3 separate regions of the Mus musculus genome follow, and all the other regions are linked to region 3. A link is a contact called in public promoter capture Hi-C data. All regions are on one chromosome and are shown on one strand. The core of a region is the stretch at or near the end of the contact, and the rest is flanking DNA. Distances in the headings are between cores, read along the strand shown.

Region 1 (3,541 bases), core at 176-2,675, 230 kb after region 3:
ATGGTGCCCATCACCCAAGTACCTCTGCTGAGGTAAACATAGAGCATCAGCATCCTGTCACTGTATTTGGCACATAGGAGACTGCAGGATAGATCAGATGCCTTTTTGGACCCTTAATCCTAGCATTAGGAAAGCGGAGACAGGCAGATCTTGATGAATGCAAAGCCAGCCTGATATACAGAATGGGTCCCAGGCCTGCCAGAAGTACAGAATGAGACCATGTCTCAAACATTAATTAGTTAAATACCATGCAGTCATGGGTTTATTTTACTTATTTTCTGATACACACACATATATATACACATATATACATGTGTACATACACACACAGACACATGTATATCTGGCCTAGAATTCAGTATGTAAACCAGGCTGTCTCCTGTGATCCCTTTTACCTGCCCCAGCCATGCTGGGGACTACAGATGAATGCCACCATACTTATGTCTATTTGTTTTTTATTTTTTGAAGACTGGGTCTTGCCAAATTGCCATGTCTGGCCTTGACCTCCTGGACTCAAGCCATGTTTGTAGCTCAGCCTCCTTAGTACCTGAGATATTTGTACCTGCCACCGTGTCCACTTGATTCATGACTTAAATTAAAGCTATCCCTCCAGCCTTACACTTCACACAGCACCCACCAACCACGAAGAAGTAATGAATATCAGAAAAAATTATATTGACAACGAGATGCCTGCCAGGCCATGCAAGATACCAAGTATCAAAACCAAGGTGCCAGTCAAGGAGATATACTTCAATAGAGCGCATCCAAGAGCTCTGGTCTAACCCCAGCAGTACAAGGGGGCGGGGGAAGATGCACACTAGGACGGCAGAAGATGGCAGAGCACTTACTTAGCAAACACCTAGGTTCGACAGGGGCGGGAGGGGGCGGAGAAAAGGGGGAATAAAGAATAGAATAAACAGCAGAACGTCTATTAACACTGGCACATGATAGATGCATCTGCTTTTAGTTTTCTCACCCGGCTCCAGATGTTTGAGGATGCCCCTCTTCGCCAAGCGGGTCTGCAGCGCAACAGGAAGCGGCATAGTGGGTAGCTGACCAGACCTAGAAACAGACAAGACAGTACTGAAGGGCAGATCTGATTAACATTTCAATCTGGATAGCCAGTAACCACGCGTGTGTTCACACACACACACACACACACACACACACACACACACACACACACACACACACACCTACGTAACTGCAACAGTAGCTGGAAGAGAACAAAAATGCGTGCTAAAAGATAAAAGAGATATGTAGCAATATGGCCAGAATTAGGATCAGCAGAACTCTCCGGACCCAGGCACTGGAGACCGGATGGACCAAAGACCCAGTTCCTCTCTAGACCAAGGCTCCACCCATCACCCAAGGGACCAAGTGCCACACACCCGCAACCCAGAAATGGGATCACCCAACGTTCCTCAAAGTCCGCACGGTGGGCGGAACCAAGGCGCTAGGATGGGGGAGATACAATGCCAACGCCATCTCCAGCTTTAAAAGAAAGCTTACACCCCAGCCTTACCAGTACAACTGTGCGATTAGTCAAAGTCTATCTCCTTACCCTCCTCTCCCTCATTGGCACAGTGCTTACCAACACCGAAGGGCTCTTGGTTTAAAGCACAACAGGCTCCTCGACTCTCCCCAGGTGCAATTAACTGGTCGCATCCGACGCTTACATGGAACGGATGTGGCCCTTCTGGCTAGCCAATAAGAGCGCGCCGTTGGCCTTACGTAAGCAGAGAAGAACCAATTGTTCCCTTGGTCTACGTACAGCGCCTCAGAGCTTGTGGGCGTTTCGGAGCGGGAGGGGGACGGGGGGAGTGTCTCGCCCGCGCCACCGACTGCGCCAGGCCGGACTCTGGCGCCATGGAGGAGTACGCTCGCGAACCTTGGTACGGCGATGGGCACAGGCTTCGGGACAGTCCGCGCGACGCTCAGGCGGACAACGGGAGGCGGGCGGGGAAGGCAGGGGCTGCAGTGTCAAGTCCCTGACCCGGGAGGCTCGGAAACTTCACTGCCTCTGCGCATCCGGCATGGCCCCTCCCACTCGGACTTCGTCAAAAAACCGCCACCGTGGAGTGTCCCAGTATGTGCGGTGTGGGACAAACTATCGCACTGTTGCCCTGGCTCTTCTCCTAGACCCCCTTTGTGAGCCAAAAGAGAAACGCTGGGCAGATCCATTCCGGCGGTGAGGGAGGAGAGGCGTGGAGCCAATATCCACAGGGTTTCTTCGTGTCGCTTTTCTCAGGCTGGCTTTTGACATAGGATAGGGCATGTGTGAACTCACTGTGGGCTAAGCCAGATGGCACCTGGCTTTTCCGCACGGTCTTTTGATTTGTCCGATTTAGGTTTTAAAAGGACACAAGGGTTTCTCTGGACGTGCTTTTTGTGTCGAACCGAGTGTCAGTCACCCTGTTTATATTTTACTTAAATAACGTTTGCTAGTTAACACTATTGAAGCCTGACACGACAACTCCCCCCCCCCCCTCCCAGACACGGTTACTCTGTGGTGTAGCCCTGGCTGTCCTGGAACTCACTCTGTAGTCTTGAACTAAGAAATCCTCCTGCCTCTGCCCCCCAAGTTCTGGGATTAAAGGCGTGAACCACCCCTGCCAGGCACATGACAACTCTTACTGATTTTTGATAGTAACAAAAACCATTTTGTTTTTGGCTCCTGGTTCTAGGATTTGAGGGACTCTGTTCTTCAAATCTAGTTTCACGTAGAACTCTCTGAGAATACTGTATTGTCAGAAACAGTCATAGGGGCTCAGTGGTAGAGTAGTTGATTTAAGCAAGAGACAGATTGTGGGGGACAGGGGACCTAGATTCCAAAGCCATTTGATTTTTGATAATGACAAAAACAGTTGTATTGACGCTTGCTTGTAATCAAGAGCACTGCTCTGCCAGTAGTAAACCCATCGTTGCAAGGCTATGTGGTGAGACACCTCCCCCATCCCAAATTGTTTTCTCACTTTTGTACCACAGATAGATTTACAAACCTTTTCTTTTGGGGTTTGTTTGTTTTGAGACAGTATCTCACTATAGAACCCTGGCTGGCCTCGAACTGACTAGACTAGGCTGACCTCTGACCTCAGAGTGCTGGTATTAAAAGGCACAAACTTTCTTTGTGGGACAGGGTCTCCATTTAGAGCCCAAGTTGGACTGCCAACTTGTGATCCTCCTGTCTCAGCCTTCCAAGTGTTGATCACAGGTGTGCAGAAACACATCTGGTTTTCCTTTCTGGCTTTCTGGGGAATATAAAAAGTGTCAGAACTAATTTGTTGTCATCTAAGGTGTTCTGCATCAGTCCTGAGCTTCCCTGTTTGGTTCTCCAAGCAGGGCAGGGTCTCACATTAACCCAATCTTTTCCTTCCTGCTTGCAGCCCATGGCGAATTGTGGATGATTGCGGTGGAGCTTTCACCATGGGTGTCATTGGTGGTGGAGTCTTCCAGGCTATCAAGGGCTTCCGCAATGCCCCTGTTGTGAGTTGGGCCTTCCTCCAGTGGTGTGGGAATCTGCGGTCTTGCTGACATAGGA
Region 2 (3,615 bases), core at 548-3,047, 250 kb before region 3:
CAAACAGGAAGTGCCATGTTCCACCAAAGCTCCACTGGCTCCCTCTAGTGGCCATTTAGCAGTCACAGACAAAGCTAGAGATAAGGTACTTGCTCAAATGCCAAGGCTGCAGGCAAGCTCAACCATCCCCCCTGGATATTAAGTTCAATGCCAACAGGATTTCAGATGCAGCAATACCAAAGCTAGAATGATTCATCTCTTCCTCCTGAAAACATGTCCTGAGAGCAGAACTGGCCCTAGAAAACATCTGGCTGCATAGAAGTATCAGAATGGAGACACTGACTGTGGAAGAGAGAAAGACCTCTCTCTGGAAAGGGAGGGAGTCAGAAGCCCTATGGGAAACTGTAGATTATAAGACTGGGGCTGCCTCTAGATTTCCCTTAGTTAACAAGACACCAAAACAACACTCCTTAGGCTTCTCTTGAGATTAGGGGCCTGAAATGTCAATAAAAATATACACGTTCAAGGCAATGACCAACTTAGTTTGTTCATGAGGCACTGAGCTACGTAATACAATGGTAAATTAGACAGCATGATCCATACTCCAGTGGAGACCCTAGTCCAAAAACAACCCTCCCATTTGTTAACACATTACCTACCCAGAAAATAGCTTAAATGTAACCTAACCAAAAATTAGGCAGCTCTAGATTCCCAGGTGTGCCTGGGCCATACATCTCTCAAGCCTACTGTTGTTGGGAGAGCTGGATCTGGGAAAGGAAGACAAGATCTGAAGTACTCATGGTTCCCTGCCTTACCCAAGCATTTCTCAACAGTCCTTGTAATTTTTTCAGAAATCCTTCCATTCAGAGTCCTGCCTCCCTCGGATGGAAACCCAAGCTTAGCCTAGGGGAAGGACTATGCCCTAGTAGGTTCTACTGATTGGATGCTCTTCCATACAACTTTGGCTCATGAGGAAAACAAGAACTGCCTGGCAGAAGCCATGCCCCATGGATGTGATAGACCATGACCAAGGGACAGTAAGGATTAGAATCAACTAAGATTTATTTATCTTATGTGTTTGAGTGTTTAGCTCACATACATTTCTGCGCAGGGACACTGGTTTTCCTTCCTTAGGTAACAAGGTAGACGACAGATGATATAGATGATAGATGGCATGGGTATGTGTGTGTGCACGCCCCTCCCCCTCGACCTATTAGGGAGCTCAAAGAAACTTGTAGCTGGCTAGAAATCTGATTTAGAGACTAAGTAGTAGAAACATGTATGTTCCCTCTTCTTGTCCGCATGGACACTGCTGTGGTTGAGTTCCGAACTATGTCTCTAGAACATCCACAACATCTACTTGTGGAAACTAACACTTGGAGGTGGGAAGATGCATAAATAGTTGAGAGCACTTAATTCTCACAGAGGGTCTGGGTTCAATTCCTAAGACCCACGTGGTGGTCCATAACTCACGTTCGGGGGGGGGGGATCGATCCAATGCCCCTCTTGTAACCTCTGTAGTCACCAGCACGAACACCTTACACGCGCGCGCGCGCACGCACACACACACGCGCGCACACACGCACACACACGCACATTTTACCTTCTTTAAGTACCGGGGGCAGGGGGGAGGGGGGAGTTTCCCCGTGTGCTCGTGCACGCGCGCACGCACGCACGCGTAGGGAATGTAAGTAAAGCGTCTAGACAATAAGGACCTAAAATGAAAGAGCCATAAGCTACCTACTTACGTTTTTATTTCTCAGTTCTCCAAGTTCCAAATCATCCGGCCCACTAAGGTCCAAACTTGGAGGAAGCTCGAGTCTCTGCTTATTAACACGTGTCGCGGCACGGCTGACTTGTGCGTCACCAACCACAAGGTGGCGAAAGAGATTATCACATCAAACCAGCCTGCCTTCTGCCTCTTCTATACCATTATTTTGCTAAGCAGAAGCATTTCCTGAGCGTGAGTCATTCAATGAGCACAGTGGTCCTATGGATTGTGGCCCTATGGATTAGCTATGATTTCACAGATGAGCAAACCAAGAGCTGCAGATACCTGTGGAGTTTGGCTGTTACCTATTTTTAGTACTGCATCTGCATTTACACCAGCGTCACCACACACATATGAGTACTGTAGTGTTACTTATTTGGCAATTGCTCTGCCATCTTTTGGCAATAAGAATTTATTTCATCCTCATCACAGTCTTACAGGATCACCATCATATATGTGGTCTGTTGATCAAACATCATCATACAACACATGACTATATGTTTCTATATGTTATCTATGTTTTTACTTAAAGGTTTTTTATTATGAAAGAAACTGTATTCCTGGTAACAACTTTCAAATTATAATAATGAGTAAAAAGTCTCCTTTCTTCCCATTAGAACTAGTCAAAAGCGTAACTCCTCACATATTCCTTCATAATTTGTTTACAAATACATAAGCATACTTCATATGTTTATCTTACAATGCACACAAATATATTGTACACACTGTTCTACAGCTTGCTTTTTCTAATTAGGACAGTATCTTGATAGCAGATGTGAGCTGAGGCCACACTGGCCTGTGGACCTCATTTACAGATCTGGAGTAGGACGTGACTGTCCTCACCTGAGAACAGCAAGTGTGTCACCTGATATATTGCAGCCTGAGGTGACAATGAAATGTGGAAGAAGAGAGCGGACTCTCTGCAGCAGCAAGAAAGCGTGGTGAGGTGTAAGGCAAGCCTGTTAATGGGCAGCAAGTGGGACTGGTCCCCATCTCTGGTATATTCAGGTCCTTAAGCTATAGTTTTGAGAAAGTTCAGATTTGGATACAGGCAATGTTCACAGTGCCTTTGGGGACAGGGCACCTCTTTACACCACCGCACAGTGCCAACGTGTGGAAACCCTGTGGGGTAGTAATTGGTAGCATTTTAAAGGTGACAAAATTGAGACTCAAAGAGGACAAGGCTCCCAAGGCTACCCTACTTGAAGCAGCACCTCCCCTTACCTACCTTGTCAGTACTTACAGGACCCTGGGGAACTATTGGCTATTGGTAGACTCTGGAAGACCGGATATCATTATCTTCAGATATGTACCCACTAGGGAAGCCAGCCAGGTCCAGTGCATAACTCCACAGTTACAGTCACATAAGCAACCCTTTTTAAACTGAGTATGTCACAAAACAAGAAGCCATGAGTGTAGGAAAGGGAGGACAGGGGTGAGAGAGAGACAAGAAAGTAAGGATTAGAGCAGTCAGAATCCATATATATAAACATATATGACATTATTACAGAACAAACTTAATTTATAAAAAACATTAAAAACACCCACATAAAATTAACCTAAGAAAATCAAAGATACAGATTTTACTTCTTGGTGCCTAAATATCAAGTAATTTTTTAAAAACCAATCCTAGAAAACTGTTTTTTGTTTGTTTGTTTGTTTGTTTGTTTGTTTTAATTAGCAACAAATGGTTAGCAGTGAATGTAATTGTCTGACTCTATGATTACTACTCAGAAAAGTTAAATAACTCATGTACTTTAAAAAAGAAATTGAAAGGGAAAAGGATGGACCTGGACATTGTTTTGTTAAGTGAGGTGATCCAGATTCAGAAAGGAAGAGGCAGGCGGATTTCTGAGTTCAAAGCCAGCTTGGTCTACAGAGCAAGTTCCAGGAAGTCAGCCAAG
Region 3 (3,526 bases), core at 936-3,435:
TCAGCACAGGACAGACACCCCCATTGCCCCATATGCAGAGGGCTTGCTTCCTACAACTAGAGACAAAGTTCTAGCACGTGGTAGTCTAACAGGTTGACAAAGGGGCTGCCTTTGCCTCTCACAAGATCTGTGTCTGACAAGGGACAGTGTTTTCACACCAAATGATCCTTGCTGCGGCCAGACTTTGCATCTGTTTCTTGGGCCCCTTACCCCAGCGACAACTCTGGAGCTGCCTCTTCCTTCTACAAGGACAACAATGGAGGTGATCAGGTACAGGATGGTTGCTATGAGGGATCTGAAGAAGTCCTGCGAAGTGGGCCAAGAAAAAGGTGAGAGCTGCAGACCATTCCAACGTCCCAACCCCTGCCCAGCCCCGGCACTGCCGGCCCCTTTCTCACAGTCCAAGGCCAGTTGATGAATGATATCTTGGAGTGCAGGTCACACGTGTAGAAGACAAGTAAGACAGCAGCACAGATCATCTCAATCACCGACAGGGAGGAGTAGGCCGATGTTGTAGATGCACTGAAGCAAATCAAGATCACCAGGCACAGTATCTGAGAGGGGAGCAACGGAGCTCAATCAGCCACGGGTTAAAAGCAATGGTTTAAATTAGAAAAGAGGGAGCCGGGCTTGGTGGCGCACGCCTTTAATCCCAGCACTCAGGAGGCAGAGGCAGGCGGATTTCTGAGTTCGAGGCCAGCCTGGTCTACAGAGTGAGTTCCAGGGCAGCCAAGGCTATCTATACAGAGAAACCCTGTTTTGAAAAACAAAAAAACAAACAAAAAAAAATTAGAAAAGAGGGCTCTCAAACCTAAATATCCATGGGGGAGGGGAGGAAATCTACTTTCCAAGATGTAGCTCAGTGGCTGAGCATTTGCATAACATATGCAAGGCCCTAGGTTGCACCCACGCTCCAGAGACGGTAGGGGAGGATGGGGAAGAAAGAGAAAAAAAAAAAACATTTTTCTCAAATAACTACCAGGAGTGAGAAAATGACATCTGATAATTACGAAACACCTCTCGCATGCTCAGTGTTCTTCCAAGCATTGTCTAAGGGCTTTACACGTCGTATTCCACTTAATCATCACGAGAATCTAATGAGCTAGATACATTTATTTTACACAGGAGGAAAGTGAGTCACAGAGAGGTTAAGTGGCTTGCCCAGGGTCAACCAGTAAGAAAAATGCCGAATTATGTGCTTCAGTTCTCCTTTCCCTGAGGGGAGTGGCTCTGCCAGGTGTTTTGTGAGCGCTTGTGGCGCCAGCGTCCATGCCTTGAGGGGGAGGGACGTTCGGTTCCCCAGGCAACCCCTTTGGGAAGGGGGGGGGGGGAGACTGACACTAGAAGGGCAGGGCTCCGTTAAAGGAACCGCACCTCTTTTATGAGTGACCCAAAGGCGGTGCCCACTTGGAGGGGGATGGAAAAACCAAGGTTCCCTATAACCATCCAAAGAGCAAAGGACCTCCCATCCAGTCCCAAATGGGCAAGGAAGAACTGGCGAAGTGTGGAACGCCCTACCCTAGAGGGGACTAGCTCTACCCCACCCCAACAGGCCCCGCCTTTAGGCGCACTGCCAGCCCGCCAGCTAGTGCCCAGGCCGGCCACGCCCTGCCACGAGAGGCTCCCACTCCCCAGGACCCCTTCTCTCCGACCACTATGAACCTACACCCACACACGCACCCACACATCCCCAGCCCCCAACATTAGTTATAGATAACTCACCTCACCAGTGAACCACCAGCTCTCCACCCCTTCGCCCATGCCCCACCGAACGCCCTGCATCTTGGCTGGCTTCGACCCTCCTCCACAAACTCACCCACCTGCATCCCACTGGCAAGCAGCTGGACCACGTGCCTGCCTCAACCGCCACAGTCCCGTACCCAGTGGTCCAGCCTGCACACTCAGCCTCTACCCAACCTCCGGCCGGGGAACACTCACAATCTCAGCAAACAGGAGAATTCCCTTTTTGGTGCGCGAGAAGCTGGTGCAGGCTAACCAGCAGCCGGGGGCCGAGAGACGCTCAGAATCCGCCATGGTGGTGTACTGGAGTCCCTGGGACGCAGAAGCTCTGCTTTCTGGCTCACGGGTTCGAGGTCGCTGCACACCCAGCCGTCTGTCCCGCCGTCTGGCCGGGAAGGGGGCCCCCCGGGCAAAGGAGGGAATGAATCACCGCGCCTAGCAAAGCAGGCGGGGCCGGAGGGGGCCGGGCCAGGTGGAGGCCGCCCCGGAAGCCCCCTTTGCCCTGCGGCCGAAGACGATACGGGTCCCGCACACAGCCTTATCTACAAGGTGCCTGGAAACTCCAGGTACCAGGAGCAAGAATATGTAGACCCTTCACTTTTTCTTTCTTTCTTTCTTTCTTTCTTTCTTTCTTTCTTTCTTTCTTTCTTTCTTTCCTTCTTTCTTTCTTTCTTTCTTTCTTTTTAATGCAAAAGAGCTACCGAGGGAATCTGGCTTTGGAAGGGAGTGACTCGATTTTCTACTTTTGAACTTAGCCAAAAGGTCAAGAAGTAATAGTTTCCTTAGCTGAAAAAGGGGTAGCTGAGGCCCTGTTTAAACTCGAAATTCTCGAGGCCAGGTATGTTTCCTGAATTCGGAGTGCTCTGAATTTTAAAAAGTTTTCCCTTTGCATAGAGCAGTGGTTCTCCACCTGTGAGTAAGGACCCCTTTGGGGTCCAACGATCCTTTCACAGGGGTCCCTTGAGATCATCAGAAAACACAGATGTTTACACTGCAATTCCTAACAGTAACAAAAATGCACTTATGAAGTGGCAGCAAAAATAATGTCGTGGTCAGGAGTCCTACAGCATGAGGAACTGTATTAAAGGGTCGCAGTTTTAGGGAGGTTGAGAACCACCTAACAGGCAGGGTCTGAGGTAGTAAGACTTAATTCCCCCTGGATCTGGTGTAATTGTTCACAATAAGTGAGATGAATAAAAATTGAAAGGTGTTTCTGATTGGGTCAGGTCAGGTTCTGTAGTCAACTGGTACCAAACTGGGATGAGGAGGATGCAGTCAGTTCCCAGAGTTTGGGCAGTGGTGGTGACAGTGCTGCAGAGACTGGGAACGGAACCTGGTGATCGACCTGGTGGATACTAGTGACTATATCATCAGTCTGCTTCGAGCCTAGCCCCCCCAGTAACCCGTGCTGGCCAATTCCAGGCAAGACTTCTTCTCGGCCTCGGTACTGGACCTCTGTTTTATGGTTCTGAGAAGAGAGGCCAAACAAGCTTTAGGGAAAGACTAGAGAAAGCACACATTTTTGCTGAGAGTTGGGCAAGGTAAGGGGATGGTCTTTGAGTATAATTTGGGGTACAAACGTTGACTTTTTGAGGTGTGTTCCTAAGCAATTAATTAATTCCTTCTGGCCTTCGTCGTGTCTAACTCTGAGACATGTGCCTGGTTACCTGAAATCAGGACACTCCCCCCACCCCAATGTGTTCTGGACATTGGTTTATACTCAAGTATAACGCAATCACTGAAAGGCTAGAATTCACCCTAAGGTCCTGCCTGCCCCGCCCCAAAC

The links. Promoter capture Hi-C pulls out the DNA fragments that hold promoters and counts their contacts.
Region 1: a contact with region 3 is called in a promoter capture Hi-C map of pre-B cells, with 2.7 times the contacts expected there. The contact joins the promoter of Pqbp1 here to the promoter of Plp2 in region 3. A contact is called at or near these places in 8 of 39 promoter capture datasets (the C10 cell line, the SN4741 cell line, cranial neural crest and 3 more), 1 of 484 Hi-C or Micro-C datasets (embryonic stem cells), 2 of 115 datasets of contacts at active chromatin or transcription factors (effector CD8 T cells and microglia) and 3 of 9 other capture datasets (adipose tissue, liver and pancreatic islet).
Region 2: a promoter capture Hi-C map of the SN4741 cell line shows a contact between it and region 3, with 6 times the contacts expected there. The contact joins the promoter of 2010204K13Rik here to the promoter of Plp2 in region 3. A contact is called at or near these places in 14 of 39 promoter capture datasets (3T3-L1-derived adipocytes, the C10 cell line, the HPC-7 cell line and 9 more), 1 of 15 datasets of contacts at CTCF or cohesin (stem cell-derived epiblast-like cells), 24 of 484 Hi-C or Micro-C datasets (the 3T3-L1 cell line, B cells, the C10 cell line and 15 more), 23 of 115 datasets of contacts at active chromatin or transcription factors (the 230-238 cell line, the SCID.adh cell line, acute myeloid leukemia and 13 more) and 4 of 9 other capture datasets (adipose tissue, embryonic stem cells, liver and 1 more).

Annotation. Positions count from the first base shown.
Region 1 is chrX:7,897,575-7,901,115 of GRCm38.p6, forward strand. Pqbp1 (polyglutamine binding protein 1) reads right to left here and starts at 1,426. Exons shown (of 7, transcript NM_019478.4): 1 at 1,197-1,426; 2 at 977-1,062. The coding sequence starts at 1,043. It overlaps Timm17b (translocase of inner mitochondrial membrane 17b), which reads left to right and starts at 1,762. Exons shown (of 6, transcript NM_011591.5): 1 at 1,762-1,895; 2 at 3,387-3,486. The coding sequence starts at 1,870.
Region 2 is chrX:7,421,191-7,424,805 of GRCm38.p6, forward strand. It overlaps 2010204K13Rik (RIKEN cDNA 2010204K13 gene), which reads right to left and starts at 1,798. Exons shown (of 2, transcript NR_027924.1): 1 at 1,689-1,798.
Region 3 is chrX:7,669,205-7,672,730 of GRCm38.p6, forward strand. It overlaps Plp2 (proteolipid protein 2), which reads right to left and starts at 2,186. Exons shown (of 5, transcript NM_019755.5): 1 at 1,939-2,186; 2 at 399-554; 3 at 211-306. The coding sequence starts at 2,034.